Linked DNA regions of Mus musculus: region 1 is linked to region 2. A link is a contact called in public Hi-C data. All regions are on one chromosome and are shown on one strand. Each heading gives the region's core, a stretch centred on a gene start, on an enhancer-like site or on the middle of the called end of the contact. The rest is flanking DNA. Distances are from core to core; before and after follow the strand shown. Region 1 has its middle 57 kb from the start of Gm42188. Region 2 overlaps Pde7a (phosphodiesterase 7A).

Region 1 (6,820 bases), core at 3,508-6,007, 180 kb before region 2:
TACACTAGCAAGATTTTATTGAAAGGACCCAGATGTAGCTGTCTCTTGTGAGACTATGCCGGGGCCTAGCAAACACAGAAGTGGATGCTCACAGTCAGCTATTGGATGGATCACAGGGCTCCCAATGGAGGAGCTAGAGAAAGTACCCAAGGAGCTAAAGGGATCTGCAACCCTATAGGTGGAACAACATTATGAACTAACCAGTACCCCGGAGCTCTTGGCTCTAGCTGCATATGTATCAAATTGATCCATTCTTATCTCCCTGTACAAATCTCAAGTCTAAGTGGATCAAGGACCTCTACATAAAACCAGATACACTGAATCTAATAGAAGAGAAAGTGGGGGAGAGACTCGAAAACATGGGCACTGGGGAAATTTTCCAGAATAGAATTCCAATAATTTATGCTATAAGATCAACAATCAGCAAATGGGACAAAACAGCAACCAACAGATTGGGAAAAGATCTTTACCAATCCTACAACTGATAGAGAGCTAATATCCAATATATACAAAGAACTCATGAAGTTAGACTCCAGGGAACCAAATAACCCTATTTAAAAATGGGGAACAGAGCAAAACAGAGAATTCTCAACTGAGGAAACTTGAATGGCCAAGAAGCACCTAAAGAAATCCTTAGTCATCAGGGAAATGCAAATCAAAACAACCCTGAGATTCTACCTCACACCAGTCAGAATGGTTAAGATCAAAAATTCAGGTGAGAGCAGATGCTGGTGAGGATGTGGAGAAAGAGGACCACTCCTCCATTGCTGGTGGACTGCAGGCTGATACAGTCACTCTGGAAATCAGTTTGGTGGTTCCTCGGAAAATTGGACAAAATACTACCTGAGGACCCAGCAATACCACTCCTGAGTATATACACAAAAGATGCTCCAACATGTAATAGGGATACATGCACCACTATGTTCCTAGCAGCCTTATGTATAATAGCCAGAAGCTGGAAACAACCCAGATGTCCTTCGGCAGAAGAATGAATACAGAAAATGTGGTACATTTACCCAATGGCAATCTACTCGCTATTAAAAACAATGACTTCATAAAATTTGCAGGCAAGTGGATGGAACTTGATAATGTCATTCTGAGTGATGAAACCTACTCACAAAAGAACATACATGGTAGGTATTCACTGATAAATGGATATTATCCCAAAAGTTTGGAATACCCAAGATGTAATTCACAGACCATATGAAGCTCAAGAAGAAGGAAGACCAAAGTGTGGATGTTTTGGTCCTTCTGAGAAGAGATAACAAAATACTCACAGGAGGAAATATAGAGACAAAGTGTGGAGCAGAGACTGAAGGAAAGGCCATCTAGAGACTGCCCCACTTGGGGACCCATCCCATATACAGTGACCAACCCGGACTCTATTGCTGATGCCAGGAAGTGCATGCTGATAGGAGCCTGATATGGCTCTCTCCTGAGAGTCTCTGCCAGAGCCTGACAAGTACAGAGGTGGGTGCTTGCAGCCAACCATTGGACTGGACACAAGGTCCCCAATGGAGAAGCTGGAGAAGAGACTGAAGGAGCTGAGGGGTTTTGCAGCCCCATAGGGGGAGTAACAGTGTCAACAGGCCAGACCCCCAAGAGCTCCTTGGGACTGGACCACCAACCAAAGAATACACATGGAGGGACTCTGGACTCCTGCCACATATGTGGCAGAGTATGACCTTGTAGGACATTAGTGGGAGGAGAGGCTCTTCGTCATGAGGGTGTTTGATGCTGCAGTATAGGGGAATACGGGGGGGGGGGGGATGGTGAATGGGGGAGCACCCTCTTAGTGGCAGAGGGAGGGGGAAGGAATAGGGGGTTTCCAGAAAGGAGACCTGGAAAGGAGATAACATTTGAAATGTAAATAAAGAAAATACCCACTGAAAGAAAAAAAGTTTTTAAAAATTTAAAAAAAAGAAATATTCAATGTCCTTAGTCATGGGGGAAATGCAAAATGCATATCAAAATGAGATTCCATCCTTCAGAATAGCTAAGATAAAAAACTCAGGTGATAGCACATGCTGGTGAGGATATGGAGCAAGGGGAACACTCCTCCATTGCTAGTGGAAGTGCAAATTTGTACAACCACTGTGGAAATCAATCTGGTGGTTTCTTAGAAATTTCAGAACAGTTCTACCTTACAATCCCACTATATCACTCCTGATCATACCCAAAAGATTCTCAACCATACCACAAGACATGTGCTCCTCTATGTTCATAGAAGTTTCCTTAGTAATAGCCAGAAACTGGAAACAACAAACCTAGAAGTCCCTCAACAAAAGAATGGATAAAGAAAATATGGTATATTTACATAATAGAATACTATTCTGCTATTAAAAACAAGGACATTATGAAATGTGTAGGCAAAAGAATGGAACTAGAAAATAACATCTTGAGTGAGACAACCCAGACCTAGAAGACATACATGGTACATACTCACTGATTAGCGGATACTAGCCCTAAGGTGAGTGGGTTGTTGTCTCCCTCCCTCCACTGGATGTCTCACCTGGCTACCGGAGGCCACTTCAGGCTCCATATCCCCTGCTGCTAGGAACCTCAGCCAGGGTCATTCCCATATCCTCCTAAAAGCTTCCCCATCCCTGGTCTCTAGTTTGTCCCAGAAATGTGCCCCCTTCCACTGATTTCCATTCTCTCTCCCAATTCTCCACCCCCATCTGCCCTTCCCACATCTGATCTTCACTGTACCACATTTCCCACTCAGTTCCCTCCATCTATCCACTTTCCATGTCTATTTTATTTCCCCTTCTAAGTGGGATTCAAGCATCCTACCTTGGGTCCTCCTTGTTATTTCGGTCTGTGGATTATAGCATGGTTATCCTGGTCTAGAAGGCAAAGGCAGAGGCATCATAAATCTGAGGCCAGTCTAGAATCCATAGTGAGTTCCAGACTAGCGTGTATCATGAAGCAAGTTCCTGTCTCAAACTTTTTTGAGGGGTAGGGGGAGTCAGGGGCAGAGTCTCTCTCTCTATCCCTATCTGTTCTGGAACCCATTATATAAACCAGGCTGGCTTCAAACTCAGAGATCTGCCTGCCTCTGCATTCTAAGTGCTGAGACTAAAGGTGTGCACCACCACATCCAGCTAAAAAAAATTTAAGCCAAACAAACTACAAGAAAATATGTGGGCATAATGATGTATGCCCATACTCCCAATACTCAAGGAGCTGAGGGCGATTCTGAATTTTGGGTCAATCTTTGTTATATATTAAGGTCCTGTACAAAGCAAATTATTTAAATGCTGTATAGAGTATAAAAACTACTTACCCTATATTTAACTATGTTAGGTATTATAAAGTCATCTGGAGATGATTAAATACACATGAGAGTGGTTTGACATACGTTATATGCAAACCCTCTGTCACAATTATATGAAGTACTTGAACATCTGCAGATTTTATCAGCTGGCCTTCCTGGAATTGACTATCAATGGATACCAAAGATAACTATAGTCATTATCCATACACACCTATTGAGGCTGAAATGTGGCTCATCTGGCTAGAGAAATAATTGTGAAATATACATTAAATCTTACATTTAACATGAAAGGGTAAAATGTAACTTATTATCTGTTGAATGATTTATTTACTTAGTCAGACTGAATAAACTATATTGTTAAAATTAATTTTGACTTTTTCTTTTGAAATGTAACTACTGAAGTGTTTTAATTTCATACATGATTTCTATTGGATTTCTGATTGATGGTACTAGCCTTGGAAGGAAAAAGAGAATATGCTAACACACACAACAGTTCTTCAAGCCTCCACCCAGTGGTAACAATGTCACTTCTGTTCACGTTTTCTTGTGCAAAACAAGTCCCATGATTATAGCAAACATTTTAGAGAGCGGAAGTATTACTGAACCATTACATACCCAGGACACCCAAAAGAAATGTCACAAAATATATAAAAACATATGACGAGGTATAACCACATCAACTGAGCATGCAAAGCAAGCACACCACAAGAAGTAGTTTTTGCATAAACACATCACATGTCCACAGAGGAGCTGTGGGAGTGTGGCTCAGAATACAGACAGGCAGCAACCCAGGACAGGAAGAGTAAAGAGTATACAAAGAGTCCTGTGGGTTTGTGCTGGACTAGGGGTCTGCTATCTCATAGGGAGCCAGAAGTTTGGATGCTCGAACCACACAAGCATAGAGGCTGTGAATCAGACCACTTTTCAAGCAATGGAACAGTGTCCTACTAGGGAAAGACACAGGCTGATAAAAAGCAAAAATAACAGAGATTGTAGAAAGGGGCTGGGAAAAGGGCCTCACGCTGCACTAGAAGGAAAGAGGCAGGGTCTATGAGCCGTAAGCAGAGATACACAAGATGCACAGCGCTGCACAGAAACCTCAGTCATGTGGGTGACCTACAACCCTGATGAAGACATTTCCTGTTCACTTCTCTCTGCAACAGGAGCTGCCTCCTGGATGACTTGTGGTCGGGGAGAGGCTATGAGTAAGAGTTTGCCAGGACCAGGAAGTATTCCCAGAGCTCTAAGAGAAAACTCCAACCACTTAAGGAAAAGCAAGTACCATCTTTGAGTCTCTTGCACCACACACCTGATGTCTGGAGCTGCATACTGACCTCACAACCCATTTTCAATAGAGCACTCTCTTGTCTAGAAGTCACTGTAGTTGACATAGAAACAGGTAGTTCTCTTGTCTCTGCCTTACATCAACAGTGCCACATGCCAAGGGGCAAGATTTAGCAAAGCAGACTTAAAGTGTGACTCATCACAAAGCCCATTAATCCCAAAACCTGGCCAGAAGGCTAGTCTTTCTGAGTGTTCACCCGATTGCTGTTTGTCGGTACTTGTTTGGGGGCAATGTTTGAAGTTTATTCCTTCAGTTTATCTTACAGATAGTTTCTTAACCTTATGTGGGGAAAACAAAGAAAGATCATCAGAAAGAAGATGTGTGGGAACCCAGCTTCCTTTGAGTTTTGGTTTTGAGCCAGAGCCTCAATATGTAGCTCTGGATCTCCTGGAATTCACTATGTAGACCAGGCTGGCCTCAAATGCAGAGAGATACAGCTAGGCCTGCCTCCCAAGCTCTGGAAGTAAAGGCATGCACCAGCACAGCAGGCTGGAGCCCAGCTTTCTAACAGGCATGAGACAGACCTGACTCATCAGCTGAGGGCCTCTAGGCTGCTATGTAAAAGAGAAGCAGGGGAGTGTATTTGTTTTTTTCACATGAGGCTTTAAAGAAGGACCAGGAAATAAGGTGAAGGCTGGAGGTGAAGAGCTGGAGAGAAGGGCCTCTGGCCATCTTTTCCCCTCCCAGACTCATTCAATTCTAAAACCATGGATCAGCTTCGTGGGCCAAAAACCTGAGTGTTACTTGCTTCCTCTGTATTTCACGTTTCACACAGACTCTAATAAGAAATCCATTGGAGCTGGAGAGATGGCTCAGCAGTTAAGAGCACTAACTGCTCTTCCAGAGGTCCTGAGTTCAAGTCCCAGCAACCACATGGTGGCTCACAATTATCTGTAATGGGATCTGATGCCCCCTTCTGGTGTGTCTGAAGAGTGACAGTGTACTCATACACATAAGTTAAATAAATAAATTTTTAAAAACTTAAAGAAAGAAAAGAAATCTATTGGAATCAGTCTCCAGGTGAGTGAGAAAACATTGCATTCTTGCCCAGGAGGGCTACACTCAGCCACACCCTGCAAATGGCTTCAGAAATCCACTCTCTGCACTCTTAGACATAACAAAGGCCTTAGGATTCCAAACTTCTGCTAAAGTTCTCTGACTGCAGTGGCTTCATTTGTTACATAGATTTACATCTAATTTTTCTTTCATTTCTGTGATACACCTTAGGGATTCTTCACATAAGAATCCTTTGGGGAATGTAACATTGTTTCTACCTTCATCACCTTCTTGGGTTTGTTGTTTTGTAATTTTGTTTAATCATTGCTCTTTTATGTTTTTCTTCCCATACCTGAGTCAGAGGCTTACATATATAAGGACAACTTATTTTCCAAGTGTCAATATCCATTTTATTGTTTAGTCTACCAGAATACCATCCAGTTGCCTAAGAAGTTTCTGAACTGTAGACTGGGAGTGTAGCTTCTGAATGAGCCATAACACAGGTCTAGAAATTCCCCGGGTGAATGGGGTTAACTTGTCAGACAGAAGTTGCCCCATTGCGTGAACAGAAATATTTTTCAGTTTGTGCATCACAGTCTAACTCAGATGCTGGCCACTCAGTCTCATAAACAAGAGACAGACCCTTCAGTGTGTTCAGATCATAAAACTAGGGTTGCTCCTCTGAGAGCACAGTGGGACAGACAACCTCTGGAGCAGAGTTGCCACCCTTCCTAATGCTGCAAGTCTTTAATACAGTTCCTCATGTTGTGGTGACCCCCCCAACCACAAAATTATTTTGTTGCTACTTCATAACTGTATTTTGCTTCTGTTCTGAATCACAATGTAAATACCTGATTGCAGGATATCTATGTGACCCCTGCGAAAAGATCATTTGACTACCTAAATGGGACGAGACCCACAGGTTGAGAACCAGTGCCCTAGCGGTTTTACACACCTGGCAGGAAAGGGGTTTTCACCTTTTCCCTAATGCTGACCCTGGATCACATCAGAATAAACAACTCTATTTTACAATATGTCCTACACTACAAAAACACTGTAGTCAGAGACACCATATTTTACAAAGGACATGAAAAATTCTTATCACCTAGTGATATTATAACCACCTCTACCTGTGATGCAGGACATTCAAACGGACTATGCTGTCATCACATAAAGTATAGCACAGGGGTCAGAGAGGT
Region 2 (7,411 bases), core at 1,850-4,349:
CAGCCTGGACCCATCATTCAACTTCGAGTCATTTACTTCTCCATTCTCAAACAACCCTCCAAGCTGAGGCTGGCCCTTGGCACTCTTTCCTCTCTTTGTGGTCTCTTCTGACAGCACACCTGGGAGCCCAGAAACTCTGCCCAGCTATAGGCTGTCAGCATCTTTATTTACCAATCAGGAATAACTTGGGGAAAGGTTACATAGTGCCACTTGGGTTTATATGTGGCTTCTCTTGACCTTGGGGGCCAGTATCTAGCATTACAATACATACCAGAGGCCAAACCTCAACAGTTACAGGGTCTCACTTGCAGTTCCCCAAGATAATCTTTATTAACTGTCACTCAGGTTCGGGCTTTTTGTTGCTTTTCTCTTGAGCCTAGCCTTTTATGTTGTCTTCATTACAGCAACTGACTGCTGAAACATACAAAACTCTTCATAGATTTCCCATAGTTCTCGGGTGTGTTGGCTTGTAGTTGTTTCCTTTCATTGTGGCAAAGCTGTATGAAGCTTGGATTGTTTGCTTCATAGTTATATGGTATGAAAAACATCTGTGTCTATGTATGCTTGAGCTGTCTAGTGTGGGTCAGACTGGTCTCATTGTCTTGGGTTGACTGACTTCGGCGTGTAGTACCTGTACAAGGGCATCTGCTGTGCCTGGAGTTTATTGCTACTTTCTGACTCTTAAGCATTGGTGTTTGCCTGGCACTTTCCGACCTGTATGTCTGTCTTTGCTTTCTTCTTCAGTTTCCCATGGCCTCTCCCTACCTTCCTATTCACAAGCTGCTTTGTTTTGGTGATTGATTGGTCTGCAAAAGTGTTTCTTGTCTTCTGTATTGGATTTTTTTTTAATATTTTTATTAGGTATTTTCCTCATTTACATTTCCAATGCTATCCCAAAAGTCCCCCATACCCCCCCCCACTCCCCTACCCACCCACTCCCACTTTTTCACCCTGGCATTCCCCTGTACTGGGGCATATAAAGTGTGCGTGTCCAATGGGCCTCTCTTTCCAGTGATGGCCGACTAGGCCATCTTTTGATACATATGCAGCTAGAGTCAAGAGCTCAGGGGTACTGGTTAGTTCATAATGTTGTTCCACCTATAGGGTTGCAGATCCCTTTAGCTCCTTGGGTACTTTCTCTAGCTCCTCCATTGGGGGCCCTGTGATCCATCCAATAGCTGACTGTGAGCATCTACTTATGTGTTTGCTAGGCCCCGGCCTAGTCTCACAAGAGAGAGCTCTATCTGGGTCCTTTAAGCAAACGCTTGCTAGTGTGTGCAATGGTGTCAGCATTTGGAAGCTGATTATGGGATGGATCACCGGATATGGCAGTCTCTAGATGGTCCATCCTTTCATCACAGCTCCAAACTTTGTCTCTGTAGCTCCTTCCATGGGTGTTTTGTTCCCAATTCTAAGAAGGGGCAAAGTGTCCACACTTTGTACAACCACTCTGGAAATCAGTCTGGTGGTTCCTCAGAAAATTGGACATAGTACTACCAGAGGATCCCGCAATACCTCTCTTGGGCATATATCCAGAAGAGGTCCCAACCGGTAAGAAGGACACATGCTCCACTATGTTCATAGCAGCCTTATTTATAATAGCCAGAAGCTGGAAAGAACCCAGATGCCCCTCAACAGAGGAATGGATACAGAAAATGTGGTACATCTACACAATGGAGTACTACTCAGCTATTAAAAAGAATGAATTTATGAAATTCCTAGCCAAATGGATGGACCTGGAGGGCATCATCCTGAGTGAGGTAACCCAATCACAAAGGAACTCACACAATATGTACTCACTGATAAGTGGATATTAGCCCAGAAACTTAGGATACCCCAGATATAAGATACAATTTGCTAAACGCATGAAACTCAAGAAGAACGAAGACCAAACTGTATTGGATTCTTACATAAACATCTAGCGTGCACTTGTAGTTGTGCCATTATAGACCAAGGCCATTCTTTGTCTAAAGTTTCAGATAAATTAGTTGACTCCCATATACTTGTCTTGAAATCACACCTGTTTCAAAGACAGCATTCCTTGAATTCATGGAGCTATCACTAGAAACAGCTGACAAGATGGCACAGTTGGTAAAGGTACTTGTCACCAAGGTGAGTTCAGTATCCAGGACCCACATGGTGGGTGGAAGGAGAGAGCCAACTTCTGCAAGTGTGGTACATGGAAGCATGGCACAGTGAAAATGAAGAGTCATGTCTTATATGAAATACTGTCTGCCTTTGTTCACAAAGCATTTCACTAAAAGAAAAGTGGGCCAGTGTCATGGATCAGTAGGTGAAGGTGATTGTGGCCAAGCATGAAGACTTAGGTTCAATTGTCAGTATCCACATGGTGGAAGGAGGGAATCAACTCCTGCAAGCTGTAGTCCGACATGATCATGTACGTATATGTACACACACACACACAACATCATTTTCCCCTGCCAGTGACCCGAGTTCCTACTCCTATTGGTGGCAGTTCCCTTACCAACTGGTTCTTGTGGAGATGCCATGTTGATGCATAGGGAAATGCTAGTTTCCAGAATGTTCTCAGATTCCTGCATTTAAGAACTGTTGGTTTTCATTGCTTTGTCCCAGACTTGGAAGAAGCCAGTATTCTAGATGTCTTTGATAACTTTGTTGCATAAACTATGCAGGCTGGTATGAATTGGACCTTAATCTTAATCCAATTTAAAGGTCATTGCTCTTTTGGACTCTATGGAACTGGTGGAGTTGAACTTGGCCCTGATGTGATTTTGCAGCTGCTCTTTGAAGGAGTGTGCGCTGCTGAAGCCGGCACTTGCTTCCCATCCTCTCCCAGCTGGCTCATAGGGAACTGGAAAGTTCACACCTTTGAGCCCAGCACTTGGGAGGCAGAGCCAGGTTAAGCTCTGTGACTTTTAGACCAGCCTGTGTCCACAGAGAGCGTTCTAGGATAGCCAGTGCTATACAAAGAAACCCTGTATTGAATTTTTTTTTAAAAAAGAAAAGAAAAAGGAAGAGTTTTAAAGAGTTTTGAATCTCTTACTTAATCATCAAATCATCAGACTGAACAGTAATTCTGTGAACCAGGATTATACGAATTGCTTAAGGGGAAAGTACTGATGATACATTTCATTCTTATTGCAGTGAGTCATTTATTATTCATAGTGAAGCTTTTACTACATACATTTAAAGTTCTGTCAAACTATTTTGAAATCATGTCAATATACAGTTAGTTCTGAAGTACTTTCATATGCAGTGGTTTTCAGTATTAAATATGTAACCATAAAAATGAAATCTACTCTTAAAAGTTAAAAGTATAAGGTTATGTTTTTAAAATATTTAATGTTTATAATTATCATTTTATTTGTTTTTTTGTTTGTTTGTTTGTTTGTTTGTTTGTTTGTTTTTGATGCAGGGTTTCTCTGTGTAGCCCTGGCTGTCCTGGAACTCACTCTGTAGATCAGGCTGGCCTCGAACTCAGAAATCCACCTGGCTCTGCCTCCCAAGTGCTGGGATTAAAGGCGTGCGCCACCACACCTGGCCCTTATAATTATCATTTTATTACACATATAATATATACTTTATAAGTTTATTGAGTGCTTGCTTCTTTCCCCCAAACTGTACAGAGATTGTATGCTGTCTCATTTGCTCTCTGCCTTCAGTCCTCAGGAGCCAGCTTTACAGATAAAGAACTGAGGATCATTCAGTAATCTGCTTTATGTTACAAAGCTGGTGACAGAGCAGGAGTTCCACCCAGCCTTTACCCACTCTGCCATTCTGTATCCATTCTCAGCACAGGCAGCTGAATAACATTGCTCACAGAAGCCTGGAACAGTGCTTCTCTATGTGTCAGTATATTCTGAGATATGCTAAGACTAAAAATTCTTCTTTAAAAAAACCCCAAAGAACAAAAAGACTTGTCCCATAGATGTATGATAACTAGAATTACTCTTTTTTAAATGACTTTTAGATATGGCTTTCACTCTTTTTTGTTGTTGTTGTAAGAAAACTAGGGACAAAAAAGAAAAATTAGGAGCCGGGTGTGGTGGTGCACGCCTTTAATCCCAGCACTCGGGAGGCAGAGGCAGTTGGATTTCTGAGTTCGAGGCCAGCCTGGTCTACAGAGTGAGTTCCAGGACAGCCAGGGCTACACAGAGAAACCCTGTCTCAAAAAAAAAAAAAAAAAAGAAGAAGAAGAAGAAGAATTACAATACAGAAACTATTTAGAATTTTTTTATTCAGTCTTTGTTCAGCATAAAATTGGCTAAGCTAGAGCTAAAACCTTAAAGTACTTAATTATAAACATGAAAATCTGAGCAGTAATTTTCCATAGTAATTCTTTGTGTACAGAGGCAGTGATTGCAGGGTGCCCCCTTGTGGATTCCTGTGGCGGTGACTGTCTCCTTCAGGACCTTTCTGATGGAGCAGCTGTGCCCAACTGTGTGTGGCTTGGGTAGCAGGGAAGCACCTGCAGGAGAGATGGGAACCTGCTGTTCAGTGTAGCCCTCTCCAGCCTCTTTCTTCTCTTAGCTTGTATTTCTTCTTTATTTTCTACTTTGATGAAGGAAAAATACATATATTTTTAAAAATCACCAGCTCTTCTCCACTTTCTTTTCTGGTCCAGAAATACGGAAAAAGGATACCTGGACACAGTGCCCTTGCTCTTTAGCTTTGGTGATACTGATTGGTCTATGGCTATGCCATGGGGCCATGGTACTCTCTGATAATAACATGAGCTTTTGTATGCCTCCAGCTTTCTAAGCTGTATCAGCAAGTAAATAGTCCAAGCTTGATGACGGCTGACAAGTCTGGTCTGTTGTCTCTTGTGCTGTGAGATGAGTAATGACTCGCTTTATGTCACAGGATGAGCTCATCGGAGTATTGGTAATAGAGTTGGGTTTTTGTGTAATTTGGCCAGAGGATGAGCTTTTTAGTAATTATCTAAATGAAGGGTACTGGCTTCTTTTCCATTTCCAAATGCCTCCGCTTTCATATATTCCTAAATGCTATAATTCATTCAGCCTGGTGTCTCCCTGTACAGTGGCATAGGCTTAACTAGGTTGAAAGAAATGCTGTGGGCAGCCTTCCAAACTTAACCCTTAGTTTTTGCCCCTGAAGATGTCTCTATTGGAGTTTTCAGTGTAAGGACTTTGCTTCTACAGAGACAGGTATGAGAGAGACAGACAGACAGACAGACAGAGATAAGGGACAGAGGGTTATCAAGTGTGAAGAAAATACACATTTCCAACATTGTCACAGCAATGGATGTTTTATTGTTGATTTATAGTTCCCAACCCCTTTATTAGATTGTATTTTGGAAGCTCTTCCAGGACAATTCTGAAAAACCTTTTTCTCCAGCAAGGCCTGTATCAGATACTATTTTTCACGTGCCCTATTTCTGCGGAGTGAGGGAGTCAGGCTGTGAAGAAGGATTTACACATAAAACTTATTATTGCAGGATTCTTTATGAGAAAAATAGGAATTAGAAAAAGTTGAGTAGCTACCACTTTCTATGCACATGAACAATTGCTGTCACACACACTACAAAGTTTATAGTCTTCCTGCTTCTTTCTCCAGCAGATGGGAACAAATACAGAGGCCCACGTCAGGCAGTATGCAGAGAGTGAGGGACCTTGAAACACTCTGTCTGGAAAGAAAACATGACGATTGAAAGGACACACACCTAAGCACAGGTCTGCTCAAGTGTCCACACACATTACTGTTTAATTTCAGACAGAGAAGGACAGTTTCCTAATAGAAACTTTTCTTGTCAAATCTCAGTAATACACACATGCTACTGATTGCTGAAGGTCATCGTCTGATTGTGGTACTGAACAAAGTGCCTTGGAAAGAAAGGAAGGAAAGAGGGAAGGGAGAAGGAAGGAATGGAAAGGGGAAAAAAAAAAAGGCAGGAGGGCAGGCAGGTCGGCCAACCGGCTGGCCGACTGAAAGATAAATAAGAAAGTAGAGGAATTGAAAAGTTCAACCAGCAGGACCCAGGGACAAGTGTTGCTCAGGAGGGCGTTCAGAAGGCCTGAAGCTGAGTAACTTAGGAACTGTCAACTAGTGCAAGGAATGAACCATGGAGCTGATGTGCAGAGCTGAATAACAAAACGTGTCCTTTGATGCTTAAAGGAGCTGGATTATTCTAAGAGTAGAGGGAAAAAAACAGTTGTTAGGCTCATTGAAGGACACACTGTTTCCAGTGAAGAGCCACAGTGCCCAGAGTTTTCCTCTTTAGACAAATATGTGTTTATAGCCTTTAGAACCATTTATGTATATGTGTATATATATACATACATACATACATATACATGTATATGTATATATAATTAAATTATCTTTAAAATACTTTAAACTATCTCATTAGGATTTAAGATATGTTGTTACTGTAGTTGTTAATATCATCTATGTGACTGGGATTTGGCTTCTCAGTCATTTGAAACTATAATTTGTGTGTGTGTGTGTGTGTGTGTTTGTGTGTGTGTGTGTGTGTGTGTGTGTGTGTGTGTTTGCTTCCAATTTTTATATAGTGTGTTGAAACAGCGAAATGAGTAGTAGTAGTTAATGGAAATTAAGCTTTAAAGCTGAGTCTAAGCCCAGACGCTCTCATGGCTCTAGCACCTGTCAAAACTGGCCTTTACTCTTCTCTAATTCTTCACTTCAAAATAGGAAAAAGCCACCTCCCCATAGAAAGAACTGCTCGTGGAAATTATGAATTTTAAACAATGCCTCAGAGGTTAAAAGCACTGGCTGCCCTTCGAGAAGACTTGGGTTTGATTCCCAGCATCCCACACAACGGCTCACAACCATCCTTAACTCCAGTCCTAGGAAATCCAGTGTTCTTCTGGCCTCTCCCATCACTGCACACACTAGGTGCACACATGCAGACAAGGACCCATACACAGAAAATGAAGGAAAAATTTCAAGTGCTTGTATACACCTTAAGTGCTTGCATGGAACTTGGGGGTGTTTCAGAGGCAGCCTTCTTGGGGTCTGCCAGGTTTTCATGGTTACTCCCTTTCTTTCAGCTCAATCTGACATTGAAGCATCAGTCTCCGCCAGGAACATCAGAAGGTTACTAAGTTTCCAGCGATATCTCAGATCCTCACGAGTTTTTCGGGGTGCCACAGTTTGTAGTTCTCTAGACATTTTAGATGAGGATTACAATGGACAAGCCAAGGTTTGTACAACTTCTTCAAAATGAGTTGCTTGATAAGTTTACTGGGGCCTCCTCTAAAACACTGATTTAGATGCCCTGTCTGAATTGAGCCATTTTTGAGAGTTTAGAGCTGGTTGTTTCTAAGTAGGTATAACGGAGCAAGGAAAACTTCTGAGATAAAGTAGTAAGTGCATTTGTTTTCTTAATTTTCTATATTAGTTACTTAATAGAACATTAAGTAATGAGTTGATCAGCAGGACAATCAAC

What was found. Hi-C and Micro-C count contacts between places; a contact is called where the count stands out from the background.
Region 1: a contact with region 2 is called in a Hi-C map of Th17 cells, with 1.9 times the contacts expected there. The contact joins two enhancer-like sites. A contact is called at or near these places in 14 of 484 Hi-C or Micro-C datasets (3T3-L1-derived adipocytes, B cells, CD4 T cells and 8 more), 4 of 115 datasets of contacts at active chromatin or transcription factors (CD8 T cells, effector CD8 T cells, memory CD8 T cells and 1 more) and 2 of 9 other capture datasets (adipose tissue and liver).

The regions. Positions count from the first base shown.
Region 1 is chr3:19,427,533-19,434,352 of GRCm38.p6, reverse strand. No RefSeq gene overlaps it. Among named protein-coding and RNA genes, the nearest start is that of Gm42188, 57 kb to the right of the region's middle. Within about 2 kb of position 4,757, at least 135 of the 459 cell types and tissues checked have an H3K27ac peak or open chromatin away from gene starts, as enhancers often do. A contact at or near this core is called in Th17 cells, where this site is marked.
Region 2 is chr3:19,242,804-19,250,214 of GRCm38.p6, reverse strand. It overlaps Pde7a (phosphodiesterase 7A), which reads left to right. Exons shown (of 13, transcript NM_001122759.2): 4 at 7,014-7,165. Among named protein-coding and RNA genes, the nearest start is that of Mtfr1, 58 kb to the right of the region's middle. Within about 2 kb of position 3,099, at least 13 of the 459 cell types and tissues checked have an H3K27ac peak or open chromatin away from gene starts, as enhancers often do. A contact at or near this core is called in Th17 cells, where this site is marked.